Linked DNA regions of Hordeum vulgare: region 2 is linked to region 1. Evidence: chromatin contacts called from public Hi-C data. All regions are on one chromosome and are shown on one strand. The core of a region is the stretch at or near the end of the contact, and the rest is flanking DNA. Distances in the headings are between cores, read along the strand shown. Region 1 holds the start of LOC123443852 (probable inactive receptor kinase At2g26730). Region 2 has its middle 89 kb from the start of LOC123439955.

The links. Hi-C and Micro-C count contacts between places; a contact is called where the count stands out from the background.
Region 2: a contact with region 1 is called in a Hi-C map of leaf, with 2.4 times the contacts expected there. The contact joins the enhancer-like site here to the promoter of LOC123443852 in region 1. A contact is called at or near these places in 2 of 6 Hi-C or Micro-C datasets (leaf and seedling) and 1 of 1 datasets of contacts at active chromatin or transcription factors (embryo).

The regions. Positions count from the first base shown.
Region 1 is chr3H:357,805,704-357,813,062 of MorexV3_pseudomolecules_assembly, reverse strand. LOC123443852 (probable inactive receptor kinase At2g26730) reads left to right here and starts at 2,526. Exons shown (of 2, transcript XM_045120391.1): 1 at 2,526-4,057; 2 at 7,331-7,359. The coding sequence starts at 2,692.
Region 2 is chr3H:358,037,443-358,044,801 of MorexV3_pseudomolecules_assembly, reverse strand. No RefSeq gene overlaps it. Among protein-coding and RNA genes, the nearest start is that of LOC123439955, 89 kb to the left of the region's middle. Within about 2 kb of position 2,946, at least 2 of the 3 cell types and tissues checked have open chromatin away from gene starts, as enhancers often do. A contact at or near this core is called in leaf, where this site is marked.

The DNA of each region.
Region 1 (7,359 bases), core at 1,277-3,776:
CCCTCGATGATTGCTCGCCATATTTGTGAAGGGTTATTCCCGAGCTGAGAATCCAGGAAGCAAGTAGAGGGATAGTATCGTGCCTTTAGGATCCTGCCCCTTAGGGAATCCGGAGCCTTGAGCAGACGCCAAGCTTGTCGAGCAAGTAAGGCTAGGTTAAATAGTTCAATATCCTTAAAACCCAATCCACCTTCATACTTAGGCTGTGTCATCACCTCCCACGATACCCAGCTGGTCTTCCTTTCATCGGGAGGCACAATCCACGGGGCAATTTAAAGCATGCCATAGAGAAAACCGGGACTGCTTGCGCAATGGACTTTATAAGAACTTCTTTCCCTCTTGAGGATAATATCTTTTCCATCCATCCTTTCACTTTATCCCAAAACCCTACCTTTCAGATATTTAAACGCCCCATTTTTGCTGCTGCCAACATCTGTGGGCATGCCCAAATATTTGTCATTCAGACTCTCATTGTGCACATTGAGAATGTTTTTGATACTCTCTTTCTCTGCATCTGAACACCCTTTGCTGAAGAAAATGGAGGACTTAGATTGGTTAATTCTTTGTCCCGAAGCGTTACAATAGGTTTCCAACAAAGAAGATACCATAGTAGCTCCCTGACAGCTCGATTTGAAAAACAGCAGGCTATCATCAGCAAACAGTAAGTGGCTTACCGACGGAGCCGTTGGTGCCACTTTAATTCCGTGAATAGGCGATGATTCATTGTGGTTTTTGAGGAGGCACGAAAGGCCCTCTGCTGCCAACAAAAAGAGATAGGGTGATAGTGGATCTCCCTGTCGAATTCCTCTCGTAGGACTGAATTGTTTAGTTTCTTCCCGTTAAATAAGACTGAGAACGTAACTGAGCTCACCATCCGCATGATAAGATCAACCCAAGATGGTGCAAAACCCAGTTTGGTCATCATAGCGCTCAGATATGTCCATTCCAACCGGTCATATGCTTTCATCATGTCTAATTTCAAGGCACAAAACCCATTCCTCTTCGATTTGCTTCGTTTCATAAAGTGCAGACATTCATAAGCAGAAATTATGTTGTCTGTAATGATTCTTCCTCCAACAAAAGCTGATTGTTCTTCGGATATGATCTCAGGGAGGATGGATTTCAATCTATTTGCTAGGACCTTGGATGCTATTTTATAAAGGACATTACAAAGACTGATAGGACGGAATAGGGTGAGGAGTGTGGGGCTTGTTACCTTTGGTATCAATACCAGAATAGTTTCGTTCAGTATGGCCACATCATCTTCTCCTCTCAGAATTTTTAAGGTGACTGCAGTGATGTCGGTGCCACATACATTCCAGTGGCGTTGGAAAAAATGGGCTGGAAATCCATCAGGCCCTGGCGCTTTGGTGGGTGCCATTTGAAATAAAGCTTCCTTCACCTCTTCTTGAGTAAACTCTGATGTAAGCAGATTATTCATCTCCGGGGTAACTTTACGTGGAACCCTGTTAAGTACGTCCTCCATATTGGATATACCTTCGGATGTCTAAAGATGTTTGTAGAAATCGGTGATCATATGCTCTAGCTCAACAGCATTATCAACTGTAGTACCATCCTCACGTACCAGAGACTGGATTCTGTTTTTGCGTCGACGCTTGCATGCCCGTAGATGAAAGAACTTTGTATTTCTGTCGCCCTCTTTGAGCCATGATACCCGAGACCTTTGACGCCACATCACCTCTTCTGTGAAATAGAGCTCGGACAGTCTATCCCTGATTTTTTATTTCAACTCTAGAAGGTTGGGTACGTGTTTGATCTGCTCGTAGGTTTGCTAGATCTCCATTCAGACGTTTTATCTCCTTCCGGACGTTACCGAAAGTATTTGTATCCCAGCGCCCGAGCCCTTTTGACAGCGCGTCTATCTTCCTTTTTAAATCTGCTGCTGAGACCACTCCAGAGCCCTGCCAATGTTGTTGCACCTCCTCTTGGAAACCATCATGCGATTCCCACATCATCTCATACTTAAAAGTTCGTTTCACGGGGTTGCTCAGTAGGCTTTCAGTTTCAAGCAAGATAGGGTTGTGATCGGATGTTGCTGCCACCTTGTGCACTAATCTGGCACTCGGGAATATAGACAGCCACCCCACAGTAGTTAAAGCTCTGTCTAAGCGTACGCGGGTATAGGTTCCTCCTGCGACCCTTCTTTCAAAGGTCCATCTCGGTCCAGTGAATCCTAGATCAGAGACCGCACACATCAACAGCATCACGGAAACCGTTGACCTGTGTCAAGCTGCGGTGGCTTGATCCTTCGTACTCGTCCAAGCGCAAGATCTCGTTGAAAATCCCGGAACCAACATGCTCGAACGCGTGAGGGTGACCCGGCCAGCCCAGAAACCAACAAGCCCAAACACATGGCTCGGCATCCACAGAAAGAATCAGATCACGAGGCAGCGCGGCACACGGACGCACGGACGCACACCCGACGCCGTCACGGACGCGCGCACTGTGGCAGTGTGTGTGCGCGCCATTTCGAGCCAGTGGCAGTGCGTCGTCGATGCCAGCTACTAGTCGCCAGTCAGTCACCGCATAAAACTCTCCCCGGCGCGCACATTCCCACTCCCTTCTTCCCCAAATCCACGCCCCCCAACAAATAAGCCGGCTCCGGCTCCGGCTCCGGCTCTGCTCCCCAATGCCTTCTTCATAGACGCGCCCACCCGTCCGTCCGTCGCAATGGCCGTGCCCCGCGCGTCCGCGGCGGTGCTGTTGGCGGTCGTCGCGTCGCTCGCATGCCTCGCCTTCGCGGAGCCGCCGCCGAGCGAGCGGTCCGCGCTGCTGGCGTTCCTCACGGCCACGCCGCACGAGCGGAAGCTCGGCTGGAACACCTCCACGCCGGCCTGCACCTGGGTCGGGGTCACGTGCGACGCCGCCCAATCCACCGTCCTGCAGCTGCGCCTCCCGGGGGTCGGCCTCGTCGGCGCCATCCCACCGGCCACCATCGCCCGCCTCCCCAACCTCCAGGTGCTGTCGCTCCGCTCCAACCGCATCATCGGGACCATCCCCGACGACTTGCTCCAGCTCTCCAGCCTCCGCGCCATCTTCCTGCAGAACAACATGATCTCCGGCGCCATCCCGGCGGGGGTCGCCAAGCTCGCCGCCCTCGAGAGGCTCGTCCTCTCCCACAACAATCTATCAGGCCCCATCCCCTTCGCGCTCAACAGCCTCACATCCTTGCGCTCTCTGCGCCTCCAAGGCAACCGCCTCTCCGGCAAAATCCCCAGCATCGCCAACCCGGAGCTCAAGGATTTCAACGTCTCCGACAACAGCCTCAACGGCTCCATTCCGCAGGCCCTCGCGCACTTCCCGGCGGACGCCTTCGCCGGGAACCTCCAGCTCTGCGGCAAACCGCTGCCCCCTTGCAGCCCATTCTTCCCGTCCCCATCGCCGGCTCCCGGGATGAGCCCGGGCGACGAGCCCGGGGCGGTGTCTAACAAGAAGAGGAAGCTCTCAGGCGCGGAGATTGCCGGCATCGTCGTGGGTGCCGTGGTCGTCGCCCTGCTCCTGCTTGCCGCCATCCTGCTCTGCGCGAGGTCCCGGCGGCGGAGAGGCGCCCGCGAGGGACAACCAAAGGGCACATCCGCGGCGGCGGTGGGGGAAGCAAGAGGAGTCGCTCCGCCGGCGTCCGGCATGACGTCATCGTCCAAGGACGACATGGGAGGCGGCACCTCAGGGTCGGCGGCTGCAGCGGCGGTGGCCGCCGGCGCCGGCACGGGGGAGGCGAGCCGGCTGGTGTTCCTGGGAAAGGGCGCGGGGTACAGCTTCGACCTGGAGGACCTGCTGCGCGCGTCGGCGGAGGTGCTGGGGAAGGGGAGCGTGGGGACGTCGTACAAGGCGGTGCTGGAGGAGGGGACGACGGTGGTGGTGAAGCGGCTCAAGGACGTGGCGGTGGCGCGGCGCGAGTTCGACGCGCACATGGAGGCGCTGGGCAGGGTGGAGCACCGCAACCTCCTCCCCGTCCGCGCCTACTACTTCTCCAAGGACGAGAAGCTCCTCGTCTACGACTATCTCCCCAACGGCAGCCTCTCCGCCATGCTCCACGGTCAGCCTACCATCATCATCATCATCTTGTTTTCTTTTCTGAAACCAAATATACGTCGCCGCCCGCCCTTGTCACCGTGATCGCCGTCGCACTCGCAGCATCACTGCTCACTGCATTGCCTGCTACCCGCTTTGCCTGGCTAGGATTGCTGCGTCGTGTGCGCCATCATAGGCAAAAATTAGGCCGGCGTCGCGCGAGAAATTCATCAATAAGTGATGGTACTACTCGTTCACGCTACCGACGGGGACACACAGAATGGCACCGTGCAGTGCAAGATTCTGCCGGAATTGTCCGGCATTGATGGTCGTCCGCAAGCAGGTGGCTACACCTACACCTAGGCTACATAGAACGGTAGATGCGCGGCAGTTTAATTACTGGAAAATTCCTCTCGCCATGGCGGAAAAGAGAGAGAATTCGATGTGACCAGCATGTGTCGGGGAAGTAGTTGTGGCGCGCTTTTTCCCTGCTCTCTCTCTCTCTTTTCGGCGATGTTCCTTTTTCTTTGATGGTCATTTGTTTTCTTCATCTTTTCTGTTGCGTCGTGGCTTTTCTCTGATGATGCCCAGCCCAAGTGTGGTCGGACTCGGAGGGAGTGGTGCGATGGCTGCGAGGTCTGGGCTGTAAAGCGATGATGGTCCTCAGCTCACCTCACCTCACTGCCTACGCCTACTCAGGCTGGCTGGGTGCGTGCCAAAAATAAAATGCTGGGTTTCACATTCCGATCCAGAAACGCAAACGCAATTTGCCGGGGCACATTGAATAGTATGAAAGGCTCCTCGTTTGGTGTACTACGTACTCTTGGCGCCATATCTGTCATTGCCATACAGTACATTTGGGGGCTGCTTCTGCTGTGGCCGTGGGAAATGCCCTCCGGTGCTAGTGCTAGTGCTAGTATGTACTACCCGTGTGCGCTGTTGGGCGTGTAAAGAGGTGCGCAAATGCTCCTCTACAAGGTACAAGTGCCATGTGCCGCGTCCCAAGTGTTGCCCCACTGTAAACCAAAGTCAATACCCTGGCAAGTGGAACAAATGCACGATGAAGCTAGTACTCCTATCTATCTGAGTAGGGCGTTTTGGAGATCGGCCTTCATGAAACCCTTTATTTGAAAAAAATTCAATTTTTTTGGTTTAAAAAAAACTGAAAAACAATATGCAACTACACAAGAATGAAATGTATATGTGTGCAAAAATCCAGGATGAAACGCCTTAAGATGCGATATGTGTAAAAAAGAACAAATTCATGTACTTTTATGATAAATAGTATCATGGGTTAAAAAGCCATAAATTTATCTTTTTTGCATATAACTCATTTCAATGTATTTTGTTTTAAAAATGTACACACATGTGTGTTATGCCTTCATGTATATCCGTATTTCTTTCAGATTTTTTAAAAATGTAAATATATGAGTTTTAATGAATTTTGGTCTTCATGAAGGCCGAGCTCCAAAAGTCATTTTCGCATCTATCTACTATAGTACGCATAGCAGCAAGTAGTACTACATCGACGTTTATGTTCATGCTACTAGTACATCTCATAGTACCTGGCAAGCATGCAAGATTGGGGGGTGGGGCTGCTCCAAGTAGAATAATGTTGGGTATGAGTTGTCGTGGTGAGCGGTGAGCGGTGAGTGCCGAACCACTTCCCCGCCATGATCCCACCTAAAAGTGCTCGCCTCTTACCCGGCTGCGCATGCCCTAATGGGAAAGGCCTTTTGGTCCTTCATGGAGTTTTTTTTTTTTCTTCAAAAGTTCGAAAATAATGGTTCCTATGTTTCAAAAGTTCTGAAAAATAAAAGAAAATCCACAGCATCATATAGGTGTATACTGCATGTGGGAAAAAAATTCATGACCAAAACGCTGCACTCGGCTGCTGCAAGCAGGCATTCACCTCGAGCCATGTCTGTGCCTCGTTGTCCCTCGCGGCCCTTTTTTCTTTTTCTTTTTTTTGCGGGGGACCCTCGCGGCCTTCTTAATTGCTTGCGATCAAAGCCTCACCTGCCCAGAAAAAAGGATAGATGATGATGACAGCCGAATGAACAGTCCGGTGGTTGCACGTTATTCATCATGCCACCATAAAATCAGCACGCCCTTTCTTAATCTACTGCACATGTGTGTGTGCGCGCGAGAGAGAGAGGTTGCAGTGGCCATATTACGTATACATGCTCTACTCTTGAGTTTAGAAGTTGACAGTATGAGATTTTGACTAATCTGAGGTCCTACGGCCGCAAGTGGCAAACTTGCATGTCCTCCGCGAATTCGTCCTCTGCTGGTCTCCACTACAGTATAGGACACATGGGTCCGTGGCCTCAGTCAATTCTGTCATCCACACATGACACATTATGGGTAGGCAGGGTAGCTTAGCACAAGCCAGTGCTACTGCTGCCCCTGCGGGGGTGGACCATTCTGCTGGATCATTGATCCCCGCTACCGCTACTTGCCAAAAACCGCAATCTTGCATGTGGGCCGTCCCTTGAGCAAAATAGCTATATGTGTGCTACCTTGCTCATTAGCTCTGTTTCTGTCATCACAAAAACCCTTTGTATATCGATGCTAGCGTTGGATTGTGTTTTTAAATGAGGAATCTGGTCTTCTCTCTTCTACGAGCATGATTACCAACTCTGTTTGTGACCTACCATTCCGGTGTGTTTGAAGGTCTGTCATCAACTACTACTAGTCTTTGTTTTTTTTTTCTTCTTTGGAAAAGTGGCACGTACAGTAGTTCTCCAGAATATACCTACCACATGCGCTTATTTAGTGTCCGAATAAATATATATCTCCTATGTTTTAGTATCCTACTGTACTACTCCTACTTAACCTACTATGGCAGCTGATTGATTGCTTCGGTGGTGGTTGTTCATGTCCAGTGTACATGGGCTGCCCTCTTTGTTACGTTGCAGCCTGCATCCCTGGGTGCCCGCGTTCTCTTCATCCCAGTTACTGGCACTAACAAACCTTTGCCTTTTAATCATGGACCAGTTCAAGATGATTGATTTCCATTCTTCAATCCTGCATGATTGTGGGTATTTTGGATTAGCAGCAGACTATACAAGTAGTATTAATTTAATTTGTTAGTTCATGTCTTATTATTGACTTCTTATATAGTTTTGCTTCTTCACAATGTTTATTTAAGATACTGCCGAAACTGAGAAAAAAGGCGTCGCAAACACCATGAAATGCCATGATGTCTCTTGCATAATTCCAGTTTTGCACTTTGCAATTTTGCTAGTGCCGGTCGTCAGAGATTTCTCACCGGAAAATTTACATGCACATGCAGGGAGCCGGGGCTCCGGCCGGACGCCGATG
Region 2 (7,359 bases), core at 1,697-4,196, 230 kb before region 1:
TCGCCAACATCAGTCATGGAGAACTCGCGATGAAGCTGCGAGATAATGTGGCAGAGCAGGGATATGGAGCTAGCAGTCAAGATAATGTCATGGACATAGAGGAGGAGGTAAGTGGTGTCACCATCACGGTTGAGGATGAACAATGATGTGTCGCACTTGGAGGCGGCAAAGCCGAGGAGAGCGAGGTGGTTGGTGAAGCGCTGGAACCACGCGCGTGGAGCCTGTTTGATCCTGTAGAGCGAGCGATGCAGGCAGCACATATGGGACAGCCGTGAGGCATCGACAAAGCTGGGCGGTTGTTGGCTATAGACGATGGCGTCGAGGTGGCCGTGAAGAAATGCGTGCTTCAAGTCGAATTGGTGAACGGGCCAGTCAGTGGAGGCGACGAGGCGAAGGATGACGCGGATTGTTTCCGGCTTGACGACGGGGCAGAAGGTCTCCTCGAAGTCGACGTCATGTTGTTGTGTGAAGCCGCGGAAGACCCATTGTGCCTTGTAACGAGCGAGAGATCCGTCGAGGTTCATCTTGTGGCGAAAGATCCACTTGTCCGTCACTAGGTTAACACCTGCAAGAGGAGACACCAACGACCAAGTATCTTTTTGTAACAAAGCATTATATTCCTCCAACATCGCATTGTACCAATTTGGATCCTTAAGGGCCTGTTTGTAGGAGGAAGGGAGCGGGGATATGCGATCGGTTGTGATGGAATGGTGGAACAGTGCTTTGGGTTGGAGGAAACCGGACTTGGCTCGGGTACACATGCTGTGGTTGTTTTTGGGCGGGACAGCTGGGATGGCGCGAGGCGGAAGAGGTGAAACGGGTGGAGAGGTAGGCGGGGACACAGCCGGCAAGCTCGCACGCGTGGGAGCGGACATGGGTGTGGCACGAAGGGGGTGCATGAGGTGGGAGGTGTTGGTTGGTTGCATGGCGAGCTCTGAGCGGAGTGGCTCCATGAGTCGGGCGGGGAGTACGAGTCGGACGCATCACGGTTGGGTGGTGGGGGCAGCTAGAGAGGGTGCGGTGTGTAACACCCCAAAAATTTAACCATGATTTTATTACAAAAATTTGGTCATAATTATTTAAATATTTATTTCTGGGTTTTCAGTTGATTTCAGATCCACTTCATTCCTCTGGATTATAATAATTTCTCCTCCTAGTAGAAGTTTTTGAAAAGTATGATATGACTTGAGTGCTTGCCTCATTAATTTTCCTTTCATTTGGCAAGTCTAGTGAAGGCCTTTTTATAAATATTTTTCCAAGCTTCACTTATTCAAAAATTGCTCTTTAATTCTTTTAAAGACCTAATTTGCACTACAAACATTTGGTAACTTATTTTAAAAATTTCACAAAAAATTGTAGATGACCTAGGATGTCCATGGATCAATTTTATGCAAAAACCTAGCCAAGTGTTTTGAAAAACTTGAGCATATTATCTTCTTTTCTTGTCTGGTCCAGTTGGTATTTTGAACTACAACCACTAGACCTAATCTTTCAAAAATGCTACAAAAATTGGGAGATTTCAAGGGAAGTATGTAAATCACTTTTATGCAAAAAACCCACTTTGGTGTTTTGAAAATTTTGATCACCACATCTCCTTTTCTATTCTCGACCTTTTAGCAGTTTGCACTGCAACCCTTTTATTTTCGTCCCCGAAGCCTTTGAGATTTTTACTGCTTGTAGAGCACCATACCAAACCCTTAATCCAGAAGTTTAGCCCCATTGGCATTGTTTGAAACCATCCTAAAACCCCATTTTGTTTTTGTAAAGAAAGTAAATTTTGCAAAACTTGCACTAGGAAGTTTTTATTTTGCCCAAACCAACCATGCCATCATTCTCATCATTCAAAGAGACCCCAACCTGAGAATTTTGAACACCAACAAGGTTGTCTTGATGCCCATGGCATTCTATCGAGCACTTAGTGTGCGTGGATAGAATTGACATTATTATAGAATTGCATTATGTATTTGCCCCAGTGACCAAACCACCATGTCCACTAGCCCTAGATCACCCTCGTCAATGGATCTGGTAAATTTCATTGGCATCCTAAGACATTAGTTGCCCCGGGCCTTTAGTTGAGCACTTGGTGGGCATGTCTAGAGCACGGCGAGAGCACGCATTTTGCACGTGCTGCACAGGAGCCGCCGCACCCACCTGCACTCTTTCTGTGACGCCCCCATAGTGACAGCCGCAGTCTTCCCTCGCTGGCACTGCTGACCTCCCTTGTTGCGCGCCTACAGTGTGTACCGCGGCAATGGCAGCACCACCAAAGCCGCTACTCCCGCCAGCTCGCCCCTGCGCCCGTCCTCTCCCCTCGTCCGCTAGCTCAGCCCCAAACTGGACACCCCCTCGACCTTCCCGTGCGTCGCCACATGCTTGTAGCGCCAGAAACGGTCGGCCGTCGAGTTCATCCACGGCCACGGCAGAACCGACCTCGATGCGCTATAAATAGGGTGCCCCAAGCTCGCAGCCGAAGCACGAGCCCTCCATTAAACCGCAGGAGCCCTCGAGTTGAGCCAATTGAGACCGAGAGGGCCATCCCCTTCGTCTCTGATACAAATGGCCGCTGGCACCATTAGGTCAAATTCGCCCTGACCGAAGCGCATCCCCTTCCCTCTCTTGCTCCTATAGCCCCGTGGAGCTCCCATGGATCCATCCTAATGCTGATTTTAGCGAGGGGAGCACCAAAGAGAGATGCCCGCTTTTGGTTCCGCCGGAGCTTCTCCGGCGAGCTCGCTACCGGCGATTCAGCCCCCTCTCGCGACCTCGCTGCCCCTCCGCAGGATCACCGTGACCTCCCAAGCACCCCCATGTACTCGCCCCCCCTCGAGGGAAGCCTCCCCTCACCGGCGTTGGTTGTCGAAAATCCGTCCTGGTTCTGTCGCGGAAGGAGGAAACCAGTCAAACCTGACCTCTGGGCCAGGCGGGCCCACTTTTAGTGAGTTGTGAGTCATGCGTGCGCTGGATAAGTGGAGAGGCCTTTCCGTAGAGTACGTTTTCTCCATGCGTTTGCATACTCCTCTCCGAACCGTTTTTATTTTCTGATTTATTTTGAACAGAACTTTGACCAAACTTTGACTTGCCCTAACTTCTAAAATAAAACTCCAAATGAGTTGATTCTTTTTCTCACTTCTTTCAAATTTTATCTAGTTTATTTTATTATTTATTTGAAAAGTTTCTAAGATAACTTTTTGTACTGTTTTTAAATTATGTGTTAATTAGAATATTTTCAAAAATAGGATATTGAGAGAGGAGTAAACTTTCAAAAGTTTTGGAGTGTAACCTACCTCTCTACACTTGGAGGCAAGCATTGTGATCTTGGGTATATTATGCTTGTGTGTGAATTGTTGTCATGGAGGAATATTGCTGTCATGTTAAAATAGTAATGATATTTCATGTGGTGATATAATGATGCACATGAGTACATGGTGAGAAATTATTTGTGGTACATATAGAGATACATGTGATAGTAGTCACTCCTTCCCGCCATGCATGCCTACAAGATGGGATCTGAGAAGAGTCGGTGTGTCGGAAAGACATGACCCTGGGGACTGACATCTTGTAGGACGAGGATGGTCAACGAGGCATGTTGGGGTATGAAAGGTGGTGATTCTGTTTGGAATCCTGAAACACTTTTGTTGTGCTAATCATGTAGGGAATAACTTAAACCTCCTAAGTAGATCGTAGATCGAGTCTTGTCAGTGTGTCACCTTACCCTTTCATGCCACCATAGGTCTTCCTAAAAGGGAATATGGTTCAGTAAGTCGTAAATCTATTATCAGTTACACACTAAGTAGAGGGCTGGGATGAAGGTATCCGGGGCACTGGAATAAAACCAGTCGTCCAATCAGGGGGCATGGGCGTTTCTAGTCTGGGACCGAGAGGGGAAGAGCTCTCCCCTTGTAGCGCGCGGTATAAATTCGATCCCATGCTAGTCGAGGTTGGAGCCTACCGTCTTATGATTTTTCTCTCGCAGCGTAGTCCGAGTGATACCGGTCTTAGCAGGGGAAATGGGTGTGTACTGGTTGTGAGTGTTTACTTCTGAGATACCATACGCGGGATTATTCTGAGTGAATATTGAAACCCGTGGGTTGTGGGTAAAGAGTACACCCTCTACAGAGTCAAAACTATTCGAGTAGTCATGTCCATTGTCAAGGGCGACTGGTTCACAGGTCAAGTGTCGGTTTGAGTGTTGGTCTTGAGAGGAAGTTAACCTGATCATGAGAAAATCGTGAAATATGGTGGATGATAAAAATTATTATTTTAGCATGGATTAACATTTATGATACATGAGTGTTGAATATCCCTGGGACGGTTCTACCTCCTCGATATTCATTGTTATTATTTCTTATAAGCCGTTTATGTGGTGTCGCTCACACGCCCGACTGTGGCATGCTTGTTATTATTTCATATAAGCCCTTTATGTGGTGTCGCTCAGACGCCCGACTATGGCATGCATGTTATTATTTCTTATAAGCCCTTTATGTGGTGTCGCTAAGACGCCCGATTGAGGCATGATTTATATCTTATCATTTTGAGGCGTCGCTCCACACACCCGATCGTACTATTTTCTTGTTCTTGGAAATATTTGGGAGGACTAGCACCCGATGTTCCAATAAATATTTATTTCATTGATTTCTTATTAAATTCTCGGTATGGTTAAAATATGTGTATACCTACACTTAGGAGTTGGCTTATGAGTAACAAAATATCATTGAATTATTTCAAGTGCATATCAACCACCAGCTATTTTATGTCTGGTTTCATGATGTTTGCGAGTACATTCAAGGTACTCACTAGCTTGTCCCTCGCTATTGTCTTGGCCAGATTTCACACTAGAGAGGAGGATCCCGACGATAGCCCCGAAACCTAGGCACCTAAGACAGCAGCCACGTAAGATAGGAATTATCCAGGTCAGTTGTTCATGTGGGAAATGGAGTCCCATAGACACTGGAGATCCCCGAACCGCTTCCGCCATCAACCAGTAGCAATCTTTTGATGTACTCCATAGACCATCTTGGTATTGTACTTCAAATTTGTAATTTGCTTGGACGTTTCTATCAAGGAATTGTGTACCAGCTAACAGTATTCCCGGGGCTGGTATGCACAAGGGTCATTTTGATGGGAATTTAAAATCATAGAAAAACCGGCACTAACACGGTGATTGTGGGGATGGGGCGGATCCCGAGGAGAAGCTCGTGGGCCGGACCAGGCAGGGAGGAGGTGGGATGATGCGGCGGGTGTGGATGGATTTGCGGCGGGCGTGGGTGGATTTTCTATGTTAGGCATGGGTGTGGTGAAGAGAAAATGGGTTTCGTCAAAGATAACATGCCTGGAGGTGATCACTTCTCGTGTGTCTAGATCGAGTCACCGGTAGACTTTGTGTTCGAGGGGTAGGCCAAGGAGGACGCAAGGGGTCGATCGGGGTGAAAATTTATGTGGGGTGGTGGTATACAAGTGGGGTAGCACAAACATCCAAAGGTGTTTATGTGGGCATAGTTTGGGTGCGTGCCATAGAGCATGAAATATGGAGTGTTATGGTGGATGGCGCGAGAAGGGCAAACATTGAGAAGGTACGTGGCGGAGTGAAGGGCTTTGACCCAAACCTTGGGCGGCATGCTGGCATGAATGAGGAGCGTGTGAAGGATGTCATTACTGGAGCGGATTGCATGCTGGGCCTTCCCTTTTGGGTGATGTGTGCGGGCAGGAGAGACGAAGAGAGGTGCCACGATCATAAAGGAAGGAACACAGGGATATGTTGAAGAATTATCCACCGTTATCGCATTGTACACATTGTATGAGGACGTGAAATTGGGTGAGCATGACTGAAAAAGTGTTTGAGAACATCGACAACATCGGATTTGGCACGTAGGGGAAACGTCCATACAAAGTGGGAAAAATCATCCATTATTATTAAGTAATATTTGTAGCGAGAACAACTAGGGAGGGGAGGCGCCCAAAGATCACAATGAACTATTTGAAACGAAAAAGTGGTAAAAGAACTAGAGGATGAAAAAGGCAGCCGCACTGCTTCCCTAATTGACACGCCTTGCACGAAGTGGAGGTGGCAGGGAGTTTATTACAACCGGGAAGAAAATTAAGCGATATGCAGGAAAGATAGGCATTGTTGGGGTGTCCCAAGCAGTGATATCACAGGTTGACGGTGCCAACGAAGGACGTCGAGGAGCTGGGTCCGCCGCTCCGATAGAGGGGACCGAAAATATTGTCTCATTAGGGGGGTCTGTGTGGACCAGTCCTTCACGCAAAAACCGAGAGGATCAAACTCAACAGATAAAAGATTGCCATTGGATAATTGACGTACAGAGAGAAAATTTTGGACGATGTCAGGTGTAACGAGAACATTATTGAGGTGTAAAGGACGAGAGTGGGTGGGGATGTAGGCGGTTCTAGTAGTAACTACGCGCAGACGGGTGCCATCGCAAATGATGATGGGAGGGTGTTGCTTGGAGACACGAAGGGAAGTGGCGAGGTTACCCGCGTTACAAGTGACGTGCCCCAAAGCCCTAGTATCAAAGACCCAGTCACTAGCGCCTGGCTGCTGGACCGTGAAATAGTTCATGGCGGAGTAGCGGGCTGTTGGGCCCCAAGAGGTCTGTCGCCTAGCTGCGTTGGGAGGTGCGGGGTGCCTGCGCCCACCGTTGTGGTTGCGGCCACCGCGGCCACGCCCGCGGTCACGTCCACCAAAGCCCCCACGTCCAAGAAGAGGACCACTGTTGTTGTCACCGTACTCCATCGACGCCATGCTGCGGTCGATGCTGTGGTCGTTGCCGGACCAAGAGGTGTCATCGCCGATGTTGTTGGAGAGGGTGCTGGAGCCGCCGGTGTGGTCGCGAGCGTCCTAGTTTAGTTCCACAAGGAGAAATCGGGACCAAGCTTGATTGAAAGTGGGGGAACGGGTTCTGCATCGGGAGTACCATGGCGATCACCTAATACCAGTGCGAGAGGCCATGCAGGAGCTATAGAGTTAAGGTTTGGTCTGTGACCGGCTGAGCGAGATCCGCGAGCGCAGCCGCCAAGTATTTGAGGCGACCGCGCTACTCCACCATCGGCATGTCGTTGTCGGATTTCGGGCTCCATAAAACCCCAAGGATTCGAACACAGGAGCGTGTACGACGATCTCTCCCGGCTCAGCCTCACTTAGCCCCCTACTCGATGGAAACGACGAAGGACTCACTCGATGGCGAGGGTAGCACGGAACATAATAGTTTACCCAGTTTCGGGCCGCTGCGAAGCGTAAAACCCTACTCCTCCTTTTGGTGGATTGCCTCTCGCGGAGGTTGGTAGATGAACTAGTACAATGCTCTCATGTCTCCGGAGGTCAAGTGGCTACGTGTGTTGCCC